Linked DNA regions of Sus scrofa: regions 2 and 3 are each linked to region 1. Evidence: chromatin contacts called from public Hi-C and HiChIP or PLAC-seq data. All regions are on one chromosome and are shown on one strand. The core of a region is the stretch at or near the end of the contact, and the rest is flanking DNA. Distances in the headings are between cores, read along the strand shown.

Region 1 (4,766 bases), core at 1,615-4,114:
TTGGTATAGGCTGGCAGCTGCAGCTGTAATTTGAACCCTAGACTGGGAACTTCCATATGCTGAGGTGCAGCCCTAAAAAGAAACAAAAAACAAAATTAAAGAAATAAATAAAATGTATTGCTCCTTGTCAGAATGGTATAAAAGCCTCCATGTCTAGCTGGTCTAATCACTGAACCTAAGATGGAAGGGGGAAATTTTTCCTCCTCTGCAGCGGGGAAGTTTTGACAATGCGAATATGGGAGGGGCTGCTTTGGGGAACAGTGAGCTCCCCACCCTGCTGAGGGATTCTTGCAGGAGGTGGGAAATTGAAGTAGGTGATCTCCAAGATCTGCTCTCCCTGACTTTGCCACCTAGATGAGTGAGGCACACTTAACTACTTAGGGTCAGAAACACCGAGAGATGGGAAGGGTCCCACCTTTGATAGGGCTAATGCTTGCAGGTCATAAAGTGAAATGTCCTTCAGCTGCCAGCCAGACCCAATGTTTTTTGCTGAACATAAACAAGGACTCACAGAATATAAGCAAAGATCAGACAAGGCCACTCTGTATTTGCAGCAAGACATAGAGAAGGCCACTCTGAAACCACAAATTTGACTCAACATCCTCCTCTTCTGACTAACATGAGTAGGTCCTGCTTCTTTTTCAATGACATCTGGCCCTGCTTTAATTCTCCTACCTTATGGGTAAAATTAAGATAACAGATTACTGAATTGTCCCTGCTTCTTGACTGTGCCCAATTCAAAACTGTTCCCCACTTCCTTATACCCACCTTAGAGGTACCCAGCACAAACCCAAATATCCCACAGTAAGCTCTTCCCAACTCCCTCTTACCAAGACACTTCATGGCTTCTCTCTCAAATGTGTTCTCCCTGAATGAACAAGCTAAACAACTCTAATTCTTTTAGGCAGTGGGTATGTTCCTGGCAGAATTTGATCACAGGCTTTATCATAGTTTTGGCTTTTTTTCTGCCCAGTCCAATAATACCCAGGCAGGCGGAAGCAAGGACTTTAAGGAATATTCAGTGGTCCTGAAACAACGTGACTTGGGAAGGTAGTTTGGGAGCTGAAAGAGAGAAGGATCTAGGTAGGAATTAGGATCACTTGAGTAATCCTTCCTCTGCCATCAGCCCTTTCTGTGGCTTTCAGCAAACCAGTTCGCTTGGAGTCTTTTTCCATTTTTGTACGACAAGTGTGAACTGGAGACTGGCCCCACCATCTGCCTCTACAAGGCTTGAATCATGAGCCACTGCAGCTGCTGACCTTCAACACCCCCTGAAAGGCGCTCAGGGTGGAGATCAGGAGGGAGGCACTCTGTGCTCTGGGAAAACTGGCAGAATAGGTCTTCAGATAAATATTTTCAGATTTTATGAGTTCAATTCTTGCATCTCCTCATATCTAGAAAAGCACTAAAATCCTTCAGGGTGATATCTGCTCCTTGTGACTAGCAGCAACCTTCTGTAAAATGTGTGCTTGACTGCATGGACCTCCCCCTTCACCAAAATCACATTGACATCCCCCCCATCCCCCGCCCCGTGTCTTTGGAGCAGTTTTTCAGAGCTATCCGAAATGCTCCCTCCTGGGCTATCATCCTCATTTTGCCCCAAATAAAACTTAAGTCTCAACTTTCAGGTTGTCCATATTTTTAAGTCGACAGAAGAGATTAGAATATATTTCTAAGGCTTCTTCCAACCTAAATAGTCTAGGATCCAGACTCTATAGGTTCTCATACTCCCATATAAATGTCCCCCTACACTAATCATTTGTATAACATTGTCATAATTGTTGCCCTATCTACATACCACCTGTTCTGTATGTAAGTAAATAAATTTTCAAAATTTTTTCTTTAAACAGACTCTTCATTTTTACTTAAATTTACAAAGGAAAATTCGAGTTCCCCGCCACGGTGCAGTGGGTTAAGAACCTAACTGCAGGAGCTGGGGTTGCTGAGGAGGTGCAGGTTTGACCCCCAGCCTGGTGCAGTGGGTTAAAGGATTCAGCGCTGCCACACCTGGGGCTACACACCTGGGGCTACGATTTAATCTCCGGCCTAGAAACTCCATATGCTGCAGGTGCGGTGGCCATGAAAAGAAAAAAAAAAATTTACAAAGTAAAATTTACACCACTGTTCAAATGGAAACCAAGCATTGCTTGATAAAAGTGGAAGAATTTCTACAAACACGCACATACACAAACTCTAAAACAAACAGTGTTATTATAACTTTGAATGTGGTTACCTTTTGATGAAATTTGGAAGGAAGCCCTCACTCTGTTAAAAAGGGAGATAAGCAAATATTAGAAAAATATTAAATGCATATTGGTCTTAAACACTCACTTTAATTTGAAACACTGCCTTTCAGTGTTAATGTACCACACATGCATTCTTAGATCCTTTCACCCATCTCAAATGGTTTCTACAGCCCACATTTTAAGAAAGAGTGCCCATCTTTCCTGCTTAATTTGGGCTCATCCTTCAGTTCTTAGACTAAATATAAATCCCTCAGATTACATACAAAGTCCTTCCAGGACTACTCCCCATCTAATTACCTTCTTACATAGAAGGCATTAAATAAACTTTTATTGAGCGAATTGTGCCTCATACTACTTTTTCATAGTTGGCATCACAACATGTCATGGTCCTTTTCTGTTCAGTGCCAGTCTCTTATTAAGTTGGCCATAACTCCTTGAGCACTTCTCCACTCCACGTCTGGACATAGTGGGCTCCCAGGGAATACAAAAGAGGCGGAGGAATAAAACCTGCTCCTTCCGGCACCAGTTTGGCTCCGCCTTCTCCCCCAGGCCCCGGCTGCCTTAGCCCCGCCTTCTCCTTCTACCAATGATAGGTGCCTTCTCGGTAGCGGCGAGAGTGATGGGCGGGGCCACGTGATGACGTAGGCCGCACGTTTCCGGCCTGAGAAACCGTCGCGTTTCTTAGGAGACCCCTCAGCAGGGAGTTACCATCTCTCCGGGAGATTCTCGGTAGTCCACATAGATAACCCGCGTCACCATGGGGGCTGTGCTGGGCGTCTTCTCCCTCGCCAGCTGGGTGAGTTCGGGATCTGGTGTTTCCGTCGGACTGGTGGTGTGGGGAAGGGCGATAAGGCTCCCCAAGCCCAGCCCAGAACGGGCCTCGGCCCCAGGGACCCAGGGGTTGGAGGGGGTGGGGGTCGACCCTGGGCTTTGGAGGGTATCAAGGGGTCCAGGATAAAATCTGCGATGCCCTGCGGCTGAGATCAGGCGGCTGGCCTTCTGGGTTTGTTGAGAAACCTAAGAGGCCAGACCTCCATTGTTTACAATTTCGAGTGCCCCGCCCCCGCGAGCCTTCCGGCCTCTGGGTTCCTCAGGAGCTGGAATGGGAGACGGAGTCCCGAGGCCAGGGCTCTCCGGTTCACTTCCAGGCTCCTTCTTAAGGTGGCGTCATTTGTTTGGGCGGTGAGGGGGCTTGAGTAATATTTTTATCCCACAGCACAAGGAGTATGTGGCAGAGGTGGGATTTTAAGTTTCCGGCGCAAGGGAAAGAAGGCCTTGTGGATTATTGTTCAGAATTGGAAGTCATGGCCTGAACATTTTGGGACTTTGTACAAATCATTTCTTTCTGGCTTCCGTTAAGATGACAGTCACCCCTGCATTCCTCGCGTCAAGAAAATGAAGTGAATAAATGGATTGAATCACTTTGTAGATTGTAAGCGCCGTATTTTAAAAGAGAAATTTAGAATCTGTGGAAGTGAATATGCTGAGTTCGCTCCTGCATTTGCTTTAGAGGAGCATGCTTGCTTAACATCATCATCTCCTTGTTTTTTAATTCCCCAACTGGCTTAATTGACCAAGGACTCAATCTCAGCTCATTCCACTTCGGTTTCTTAGGAACAGAGTGTAATTTCCATCCCTTAAGGTTGTGGATCAAATCAAAAGGACTATTCATCGTTTAAGGTCCTGGATTGCAGTGGCTTTCTGATTTTTTTTTGACCTTGGCTCAGAATAAGAAATAATTTCACCTGGTAGATTTAATACACCCATTTAGACACAGATTTCATGCCCTCTACTGTACAACTTTTCCATCACATTTTTTAAAATCCTGGTCAGTTGTTATTTACAGCCCACTAGTGGGTCAAGCTCACTATTTACAAGATAGATTTTTAAACAAATGTTAAGAAAATCATTAAGGATTGAATTGGTAATCTGAAACCTAAACACATTTTAAGTAATGTAAAGCTGAGATTTGAATTGATGCCATCAAAGCATTTCTATTTATAAATCACTTTTATATTTTATTAATTCCTTTTGTCCAGTAGGAACAGCAAGGAGTTCAGTATACTAGAGAATGGAATGAGTGAAGGGAAGAATAATAGAAAATGAAGTCAGAAAGGTAAAGGGGGAGTTCCCGTCGTGGCAACGAATCCGGCTAGGAACCATGAGGTGGCAGGTTCGATCCCTGACCTCTCTCAGTGGGTTAAGGATCTGGTGTTGCCATGAGCTGTGGTGTAGGCCGAAGACATGGCTCAGATCTGGTGTGGCTGTGGCTGTGGTGGGCAGCTATAGTTCTGATTAGACCCCTAGCCTGGGAACTTGCATATGCCACAGGAGTGGCCCCAAAAAAGCAAAAAAAAAAAAAAGAAAGAAAGGTAAAGGGAACCAAATCATGTAGATACCTATTGGCCAACTTAAGGACTTTTCTTCCATTCTCTATAGGTTACTGATTTGGGCCCTGTAGATTAAACTGTAAAAAGACGAGTTAGCAAGAAAGAAAAGAATTTATGTACTTGTCCAACC
Region 2 (4,766 bases), core at 1,037-3,536, 240 kb after region 1:
TTTGTGGCTTCTGTCTCTCATTCTAAGTCATGAGGTGTCAAACAGTGAATCAGGCCTATATATGACTTGGAATTTCAGGCCACATCAGGGGGTGTGAGTTAACAGACTTTCTTCCCCAGAGGTTCGCCTTCCAAATACTCCCTGAGTAATGAGCCACATCCTCAGAAAGCATCCAGCTTTACGACAGAGACACGCGTACCTAAAAGGAAGCCTGGAGTTTCTGTCGTGGCACAGTGGTTAGCGAATCCGACTAGGAACCATGAGGTTGTGGGTTTGATTCCTGGCCTTGCTCAGTGGGTTAAGGATCCAGCGTTGCCGCGGGCTGTGGTGTAGGTCGCCGACACAGCTCGTATTCTGAGTTGCTGTGGCTCTGGCGTAGGCCAGCATCTACAGCTCCGATTAGACCCCTAGCCTGGGAACCTCCATATGCCGCGGGAAGCAGCCCTAGAAAAGGAAAAAACACCCCCAAAAAAAAATAAATAAATAATTACAAATAAATATAATAAATAAAATAAAAGGAAGCCTTTTAAAACTTTAGTTTTTAGTATTTAATGCCATCATAGATGGAAATGAGGTAAAATGAAGCATGCCCCAAAACTGTACACAGCACAGCACCTACTCACCTCCAGAATTCAACTCAACTAGATACAGTCCCTGCCTTCAAGGTTGTGTGGTTTTATCTGAAGCAGTATTTTTGACTAACAGCTTAAAAACATGTATTTGGTCTTAATGAAATTCACGTGGCAACTTCTGAGGGGAAAAAAATGCATCATATTTTCCTGCTTCTTATTCTAAGATATACTGAGAGATGGTAAGCAGTGGACTGCCAGGCTTTTGAGACTGTTTAAATCCTGATTCGGTCACTTCCTAGCACTGTGACACAGAAGAAGGGAGCTAGAACAAGCTAATATCTGAATCCCAGTCATCCTCATCTGTTGTGTAAAATTACAGGAATATTAAACGTGCAAACACGTGCATGGTTGCTGCAAAGAAGCGGGGAGCCATCATTAGAATTTGGTTTGATGTTGGGACTTAACAATTAACAGGTTTCTTTCATCCCTTGTCAGTTACTGAGCCTCTGGTATGAACAAGGATTTAAAAAGGTACCCAGGGCCCAAGACATGCTTTAACAATCTTATAAAATAACCTGTAGATTCCATCCTCAGACATGGGCCAGGCATTCCAAAGTCTGGCTATAGTTAAGTTGAACATACCAAGCTATTTTCAGCAGCCTATCCAATTAGGTGATTATAGCTAAGGTACTGGGGAGTGGGAGGGTCCAGTTTTGGTTCAAGTGACAACCTCACACAAAGGTTGGCCAGAACCAACTCGAGCCCATTTTACTGAGGAAGAGCATCTTTTCCCACAAAGCTCTGAGAAGTGCGGACGTGGAACTGGGGCATGGTGAGTGAGCTGGTGTTGGAGGGAGTAGCAGCCGTTGCTCAGCCCATCCCTTCTCTGTCTGCCATCCAAGCAACCGTCGGAGTCCTACAAAAGGAAAAGATCCCTAAAAATTACCTGCTTAGGTGAACTGCCCAAACCTTTTTGCAAAATTTGGTATGCCTGTGCACGTCTCTGTCGAGGCGGCCTACGATTCTCACCAGATTCTCAACGGAGTCCATGCCTGAAAACAACGAGATGTGCTGAAGCAGTCCAACGTCCTCATTTAACAGAATGGAGAAAGCCAGAGAGGGAAACAACAAAGGTATTTTGTAAACGCATTTCAGTTCCAATTTCGGCCTAATGTTCACGGTACTAGCTGTGTCGGATTCCCCCTTGCTTTTCTGCAGCCCTGGGGGATCCCCAGGAGGCGAAGGCTGGTGTTCGAGCCCCAGCGATACCGCCGGCAGTCCAGATTCGCGCATCCAGGAGACTCGCGCGGAGCGTTCAGAGGTGGCTCCGTTGCGTAAAGATCCACCCACCTGGGCCTCACCTCGCGGAATTCCGTAGCCTTGTTGACTCCAGGTAGCGCTCCAAGCACAGGGAGACCGCGGAAAATCGAGGTGGCTCCGTGACAGCGAGAAACAACCCTCACTCACCCAGTCACTCACCTGACCAAGAGAAGGAAGCAGGCATGCCCCAGAAAGCCATCCCCAGCAAACTCTTTGAGAAGGGAGGAGCGAGCGAAGAGAATAACAGGAAGTGGCGTCAGGCGCACGTGTTTTGAGAGGGGCGGGTGCAAGGCGTTTGAGAGGCGCGGCTACAGCTCCGCGCCTGCGCAGTCGCTGCCTGCCGCGCTGCCGAGTCACGGGGGGTAGGAGGAGCGCGAACAGGGGGCGGGGGGCGTGCCCGAGTGACGCAGGCGCAGAGCGACTCCGGAGGAGCGGGCCGCCCCCTCCGCGGGTTTAGATCCGGGTCAGTCAGGCGCGACGATCGGGGAGAGACGATCTGAACTGACGAGACTGGCTCACCGGAGCGACCCTGCCGCGAGGAGGTGAGTGCCCAGACTTGACGGAGAAGCTCCGTAGCACCGCGTCTCGGCCTCGAGGCCCGGCCTGGCAGCGGGCAGCCGCTTCTGAGCCCTCTCGCGTCGCGTCGCGTCGTCCCACGGCTCTGGCTGTCTGGGCCCAGCCGGGCCTGCGCCTCTCCGCGCTCCGTCCGCCGCCGCGGCCTGGCACTACCCGAGCCCCGCTCTCTTCGCCCCTTCCCGCCTCCGCGACCCCCGCCCCGCGCCTCCGCCCTCTCCCGCCTGGCCGTAGCTTCCCCTTTTCGTCCTCCTCGGCAGCCCTTTGCCCCTTCCCGCCCTTTTCCGCGCCCCAGTCTCGTTGGCTGCCGCTTCGGCTTTGCTCCCTCCTCCTCCTGCATCCCTTGCCCCTTGGCCCTACTGTATCCTCTCCTTTTGGCCCGGAGAGTATCCTCAGGGGGCGACTTCCAGCTGCAGGACCTCGGGCGGGCAGAGCTAAGGCCCTGGACAGCTCCCCGCTATCCGAACCCCTCAGGTTCTGAGCCTCCCTCTCCCCAAATCCTGTTGAACCACGACCGATCCACTTTCTGGGTAAGAAGAATTAACATCGGGCTCTAGTACCGAGAGTTTAGGGAGTTGAGTGGGTAGAAGAGACACCCGGGTCGATTGTTTGAACCTAGTTTTATTTGCGCCTTGCAGAGTTGCTGGATTCGGTTTTCTTTCCCGAACTCCACGCTTCCTGGTGGGTTGGGAAATTTTCTAAATATTTTAACATTGTGATGACACGCTTACGCGCAGATCTTTTATTGATCGTTCTCCGGTCTTTTCAGGGTCCTGGAAATTTGGACCTAGGCCTGACGTTCGAAGAGGTCTCGGTTAAAACTGCAAGATGTAAATAAGATTGTGACCCATAGCTTTTGTTGACAATCAGAGAAAATCAGGAATTTGCCCTTTTGATGAAGGAACTTAGAATAATTTTGGTTTTTTTTGAAAGGCTAAGGAAAATCCGAGGCCCTATGTTATTTGACTTAAGGTAATTTCTAATAGGCCTTTTAAAAAGTTTGATCTTTGAGGGGGATCGTTCAATTTCAAGAAGTTAGTGTAGTAAAAAACGGCAGAAATCCATCCCACAAATTTATGAATTTATCAGTGAAGAAGGGGAAAACGATACATGTTTCACTGAGTTATTTAGCTCTTGATTTGAGTGAATGGGAGGCCGGGAATAGGGCGGAGCATAATAAGCCTTTTTGTAATTACAAACATGTTATGATTTAGCTCTTCAGGTCATGCCTAAGATTCACCTTTGCTCTGGGTTAATATAATTGAGGGAAAAGGTGAGTCATCAGAATGTTGAAAGTCTCAAAATAGTTTAGATGGAATGTCATTCCTAATGTTTTAGTCTGTGCCAGTTTTATTTTGGTCTGTTTTGGTTGTTAAATGATGGATCTTTTAATGTGTCAAGAAAGTTTTAGTGTGTCAGCTAGGTTTGTATTAACATCTAGAGTTAGGACTATATAATTAAAAGTTCCATATCGGGGCGCAAAACATCTTAGTGCAGTGTTAGGGCAAGAATGAGATTCTAGTTCTGATGTCAGGTTTATCCTTGTATCCCTAAGCACCCAGTCTAGTGCTAAAGCATATAGTAGGAATTCTGTCAATACTAGTAGATGTGATGTGTACTGATCTCCAGAGAAGCCAGAAGAAAGTTTGTGTGGGGTCTGCAGAGATGGGTAGACTGGCTCAGATGATTTCACTCTATAAGGGCCAAGAGCCTGAGCTTTTGACTAACTGGTCCAAAAGTAATTGAGGAAAATTAATAAATAAAATAAAAACTTTATTTTAGTTCTGCCAGCAGGAAGAATTTGTTTACAGCCTACAGATGTCACCCTTTTAGATGCTGTGGCGCTTCAAAAGTAATAGAATATGTGATTTTTGCTCACCCCTCTCCCCAGGCATATGGGACATTGTGTAACTGGGAGAGAATCCTCCTCTAAATCCAGAAGGATTAGGAACCAGTAAAATATGGAATTGATAATGTTTCCTCAAATTGATGTACTGATTAAATAAACTAGCAAAATATATGCGGGGAGTGTATTTCAAATTTTTGTCTTAAGAAGTTGAGGTGAAAGCTAGCTGGATTCTTTTGAGACTGTTTTTAGTGCTCTCCACCTTCTATGTATAATAAATAACCAAATAGTCTTGATTCCTTGCTTCTTAATTCTGCCCCTGATACTACATGTTTACATTATATCAAACATATTATGACACCCTGACCTTTGGAATATTAGAGGTATCACAATAAGATCAAATCCACCCTTGAAAAATGAGCACATATGGAATCAGAGAGAATCCAGGGAGCCAT
Region 3 (4,766 bases), core at 569-3,068, 150 kb before region 1:
TGTCCCCTCACAGCAGGGAGCCCAGGCTTAAGCCCCAGCTGCACACAAACCACGTGGCTATGGTATTCAAGTTCAGATTCCAGTTCAGGATGGCGGGAGGGGGTCTGAGAGTCGGGGACTCTAATCAGCTCCTAGGGGATAACGATGCTGACGATTTCCGGACCACGCTTTAAGTAGCTGCTGGAGAATGTTTTTGTCCAAATAAAAGTTTGATCCTATTGGAATTGTGGCTCAGTGGGATACAGCATTGCCACTGCTAAGGCTCAGGTCACTGCTGCGGCGCAGGTGCAGGTCCAGATCCCTGGCCTGGGAACTTCCACAGGCAAAAAAGAAAAAAAAAAAAATAGTTTGACCAAATCTTGCCTCCACTTAAAACCCTCCATTGTTTTTCTAGCACTCTTGGGGGGAGAGACCAGACCCTTACCGCATCCCACAGGCCCAATGTGATCTGGTCCTTGCCTGACTCTCCCGCCCTTTGCCCTCCACTCTCCCACCCCTGTCATTTATTATTAATGCATTTATACTAGAATGAAATGAAACAGAACCACTATCCCACCCACATACTGGAACATCACCAACAACCTGAACGTATCTGTGTGCTCCTCCCCTTCCCCACTTCCCTGAGATAACCATTCTTCTCAAATTTGTGTTTATCTTTTACTTGCTTTACCTTTTTTTTTTTTTTGCTTCAAATGCACATTTGTCTAAACATGCATATTTTTGGTTTTGCTTTTATTTTACAATCTAAAAGTTGCACCATAATGTACATAGTTTTCTGGGACTTTACTTATTTATTTTTTATGGCCCCTCCAGTGGCATATGGAAGGTCCCAGGGCCAGGGGTTGAATCCGAGCCTCAGCGGCAATCCACTGCGGCAGCTGTGTGGAATTGTTTAACTCACTGGCCAGGCCGGGGATCGACCCTCTCCTCCCAATGACCCAAGCCGGTGGAGTCCGATTCTTAACCCACTGCATTACAGCAGGGACTCCTAGGACTTTTTTTTCCAACATTGTTTCTGAGATAGATCTGTTTCGTCTGCTGAAGTTCATTCAGTTTCACTGCTGTATCATATTCCTTGATGTGACTATTCCAGTTTATTTGCCCCCTTGCCTGTGGACAGGCATCTGGGTGATTCCAATGTTTTTATTAGGAACAGCGCCCGTGGGAACATTCTTGCAGGCGGTCTCTGGCTGCACTATGGGCAGATTTCTCAATAGTAGATGCCTAGGAGGGGATCTGCTGTGTGCCCCCACCTCTCCTTTCATTGCCCAGCTGCCTGGAGTCTCTCACACCGAATGCCCTCTCCACCTGCGCTGCCCTCTTCCACCGAACTCCCACCGACCCAACCACCTTCACCTGGTGAATGCCTTAAGGTCTTCAGAGAAACCTTCCCCGACCTGCAGGCCACGCTGGTCCTCATTAAAGTTCCCTGATTACACATTTATAGTGTGTGATTCTGCGATGAGCGTGTCTGGCTCGTAGAGTACAAGCCCCACGAGGTATGTGATGCGCACCGGTTCCCAGCTTCCAGCTCGGGCCTGGCACACTGTATGCGCCCAGGCAAGAGCGTCAACGCCGCTGGAAGGACCGGGCGAAAGGCAGAGCCTGGCCAGGCGGCTAGAGCTGAAGCCCACAGGTGGCTCTAACTCAGTGTCCCGGGCCAGAGATTTGGGGCGGCGGACTACGGCCCAGAGGACTCGGGCTTGTCCCCACCACTGGGCAAGAATTCCAGGAAATGCGCTGCGCGGGTCTGCCGGTCGGGGCGGGGCGGGAGCGGCGGGCGGGGCGGGGCCGGGGGCGGGGCGGGGCGGGGCCAGGCCCCGTAAAGGGGAGCGTGGCGGGCCGCGGTCACTGCGGGCTCCGGGGGAAGCGGACCGGCTGACTGACCCAGCGGTGGACCACCGATCTTCGGCGGAGGGAGCAGTGCCGGGGCGCACGCTTGGCACCATGACCCAGACGCCTGCTTTCGACAAACCCAAAGTGAGCGCGGGCGGGGGCTCGGGGTCCGGGGTCTGCTCCTTGTCTGGCTGGAGGGCTTAGCGGCATCCAAGCCCTGGGAGCAAAAGGAGGGCCCCTGCAGGGGCTTTCTTCCCTCAGCTCAGGTCCTTGCCCTCCTCCAGGCTGTCTAATGAGAAGCAATGAGACAGGAAGAGTCCTGAATCTGGAGGCGCCCCTGGCGGGCCTCCCAAGTTCTGCTTCTGCCTCTGACTTGGCCCATCTGGGTCTCAGTTGCACTGTCTGTCAAGTGGGCATGCTAGCATCACCTGTGCTGAGCAGCCTAGGCAGGTGGCTTGACCTCTCTGAACCTTGGCTATAAAATGGGGCCGGATGTCTACACCCACAGGCACCTAGTGTGGTGGACAACACATACCGAGCGCTGGGTGAATGGAAACAGCTGTGCACGCCCAGCACTATGATGGTTTTGTGAGCACCAAGGAGCCCAGGTTTGTAGATGTGCCTGTGAGGCAGGTCATGCTGGAGAGGGGAAGAGGGGAGCAGTGCACCCCTCTCTCCACGTTAGAGGGGCTCGATGGGCCTTAGGCCCTGGGCCCTGGTAGGGTTCACTCGGGGCCAAGCCACAGCTGCTAGCCCCAGGGGATAAATCCCTTGTCCCTCCTCCCACCAGCTGTGGAGTCTTGGGAATGGTGGGGTCAGGGAGGGTCTGGGCCCACTTGGCGGGCTTCAGAGCACTGCCATTCAGTCCAGGGAAGGGAGGGGCTCAGGAGTCTGTCCAGCAGGGTTTGAGACTGCAGGTGGGGGGAGGTTGGGGGTGGTCAGGGGAAGGAGTGAGCTGCAGTCAGCCTCCAGTTACCTCTCTGAGAAATAGGTGTGAGTAATGATGGCAGATTATCGCAGAGGCGCTGATGAGCATCATAAGGTGGGGGGGAGGGGGGACTCTGAGGAAGTAGGCCTGGCCCCCTCCCTGGGCCTGGTCACCGGAGGGCGGATGCTCGATACTCCCTGCCAGATGTCACAGGTACTAGGGCTGCAACACTGCCACCCCCACCCCACCCCATGCCTCTTGGGTGCTCAGCGCCCCTTTATTAGTGTGTCTTTCTTTGCAGGAAAACGCTTTTGGATCCCCTCTACCCTTGGGCTGGGGAACCACCATATCCTGATATGGATCCTAAGGCAGTAGATCCTGATATGGATCTAAAGCCCCTTGACTGGATAGATAGAAGTTATGGAGAGAGATCACAGCCAACCCTTCTGTAGAACCTGCCATGTGCAATTCGATCCTTGCAACTCTTTTATAACATCCCTGTGAGAGACAGACTGTCAGGCTCATTTTTTGGCCTCTCTCAAGCCTGGCTGATCAAGCTGACGGGTCATTTTTCCTCTCTGGGCCTCAGTTTTCACATCTGGGAAATGGGCCCCACCTGCTGTGGGGGTGTCCAGAGTTTAAAAGGCAATGCTGGGACGGTAATGTCATCTACGATGTATGTGAGATGCGATACATTTTAGAATATTTTGAGGAGGGAATGTGCCTGAACTGGCCCGTGTAGCCAGGAGTGTGAGTCTGAGCCATGAGACCAGAGCCAGCTTCCTGCCTTCCCCTGCGTGGAGTGGATAGTAAGAGACGCACTCGTATTAATAGCTAGAGCTTATCGAGTTGAGTCATTGCTCGGTGCCAGGCACCATTCTGAACTCATTAACCGTCATTAATTCATCTAGGACTCTATGTCTGAGGTTACAGGCATTATCCCATTTTATAGATAAAGAGAGGCAGAGAGGTTAATTAGTCCCTCAGCCACATAGCTAGTGGCCAAGCTGGTGTTTGAGCCCAGGGAGGCTGGCTTCAAAAAAAAAAATCGCACGCCTGGAGTTCCTGCTGTGGCACATGGGTTAATAATCCAGCTTGCCTCTGTGGAGGTGTCAGTTTAATCCCCAGCCCAGCACAGTGGGTTAAGGATCCGGTGTTGCTGCAGCTGTGGCCTAGGTCGCAAGTTTGATCCTTGGCCCAGGAACTTCCATATGCCACAGGGGTGGCTGAAAAAGAAAAAAAGAAAAAAAAATCCCTTGCCCTGGCCAGCTTTCCTGAACTGCCTCTGCAGAAGCCTTTGGGAATGGAGGTGCCAGTGCCCAGGGTCAGGGCATCTCTGGGACAGGAGCCTCTACTGGGCTCTTCGGCTTCTCTTATCTCCCACCAGGCGAGGCCCGGGGCCTGGCTAATTTGGAGAAGGCAGAGCAGGGCAATGCTTTCCAGACTTTCATGAGTACTCAACATCAGCTGACTTTTGTTAAGGTTCACCTGTCTGCCTGGCATCTGAATCAGGAGGTCTGGGGTGGGGCCTGAGAGTCTGTGCTTCTACCAAGCTCCCAGGTGATGCTAAAGCTGCTGGGCCACGGACCTCACTTTGAGTAGCAAAAGCCTAGGTGGCTGCCTACCTGCTCTAATTGTTATTTCCTGAACACCTGCTGGGCACTGGAGGCGGTCCAAAGCGGGGGTGAAGCGGTGACCCTTATCAGTCTGTGGCCACACGAGACAAGGCGGGAACATCCCATGGGCCTCGGGGTCAGTGTCACGGAGGACGATGCCGATCACATGCCTGTCATTGTAATAACAGTAACAATGCTGCCATTGGAGTGTGTGTGGGTACCAGGCACCTTCGGTGATGTAGCGCTCAGAATCTCTCGACAGCTCAACAGGGCAGATGTGTCCATCCCATTTACAGATGAGAAACCCGAGGCCTGAGAAGTAAAACAGCTTGCCCCAGGCTACACAAAACCTGACAGCCTTGAAGCTGCAGGCTGGAGAGTGAGCT

Evidence for each region. A called contact is a pair of places that touch in the nucleus more often than the background predicts. HiChIP or PLAC-seq counts read pairs in DNA pulled down with a chosen protein or histone mark.
Region 2: an H3K27ac HiChIP or PLAC-seq map of alveolar macrophages shows a contact between it and region 1. The contact joins the promoter of OSER1 here to the promoter of SERINC3 in region 1. A contact is called at or near these places in 2 of 5 promoter capture datasets (fetal liver and liver), 4 of 47 Hi-C or Micro-C datasets (embryonic fibroblasts, heart right ventricle and liver) and 1 of 2 datasets of contacts at active chromatin or transcription factors (alveolar macrophages).
Region 3: a contact with region 1 is called in a Hi-C map of skeletal muscle, with 5 times the contacts expected there. The contact joins the promoter of ADA here to the promoter of SERINC3 in region 1. A contact is called at or near these places in 1 of 47 Hi-C or Micro-C datasets (skeletal muscle) and 2 of 2 datasets of contacts at active chromatin or transcription factors (alveolar macrophages and skeletal muscle).

What each region holds. Positions count from the first base shown.
Region 1 is chr17:46,922,940-46,927,705 of Sscrofa11.1, reverse strand. SERINC3 (serine incorporator 3) reads left to right here and starts at 2,864. Exons shown (of 10, transcript XM_021077977.1): 1 at 2,864-3,042. The coding sequence starts at 3,004.
Region 2 is chr17:46,683,664-46,688,429 of Sscrofa11.1, reverse strand. It overlaps OSER1 (oxidative stress-responsive serine-rich protein 1), which reads left to right and starts at 2,286. Exons shown (of 4, transcript XM_021078054.1): 1 at 2,286-2,434. It also overlaps LOC106506689.
Region 3 is chr17:47,069,284-47,074,049 of Sscrofa11.1, reverse strand. It overlaps ADA (adenosine deaminase), which reads left to right and starts at 1,818. Exons shown (of 12, transcript XM_021077978.1): 1 at 1,818-1,980. The coding sequence starts at 1,948.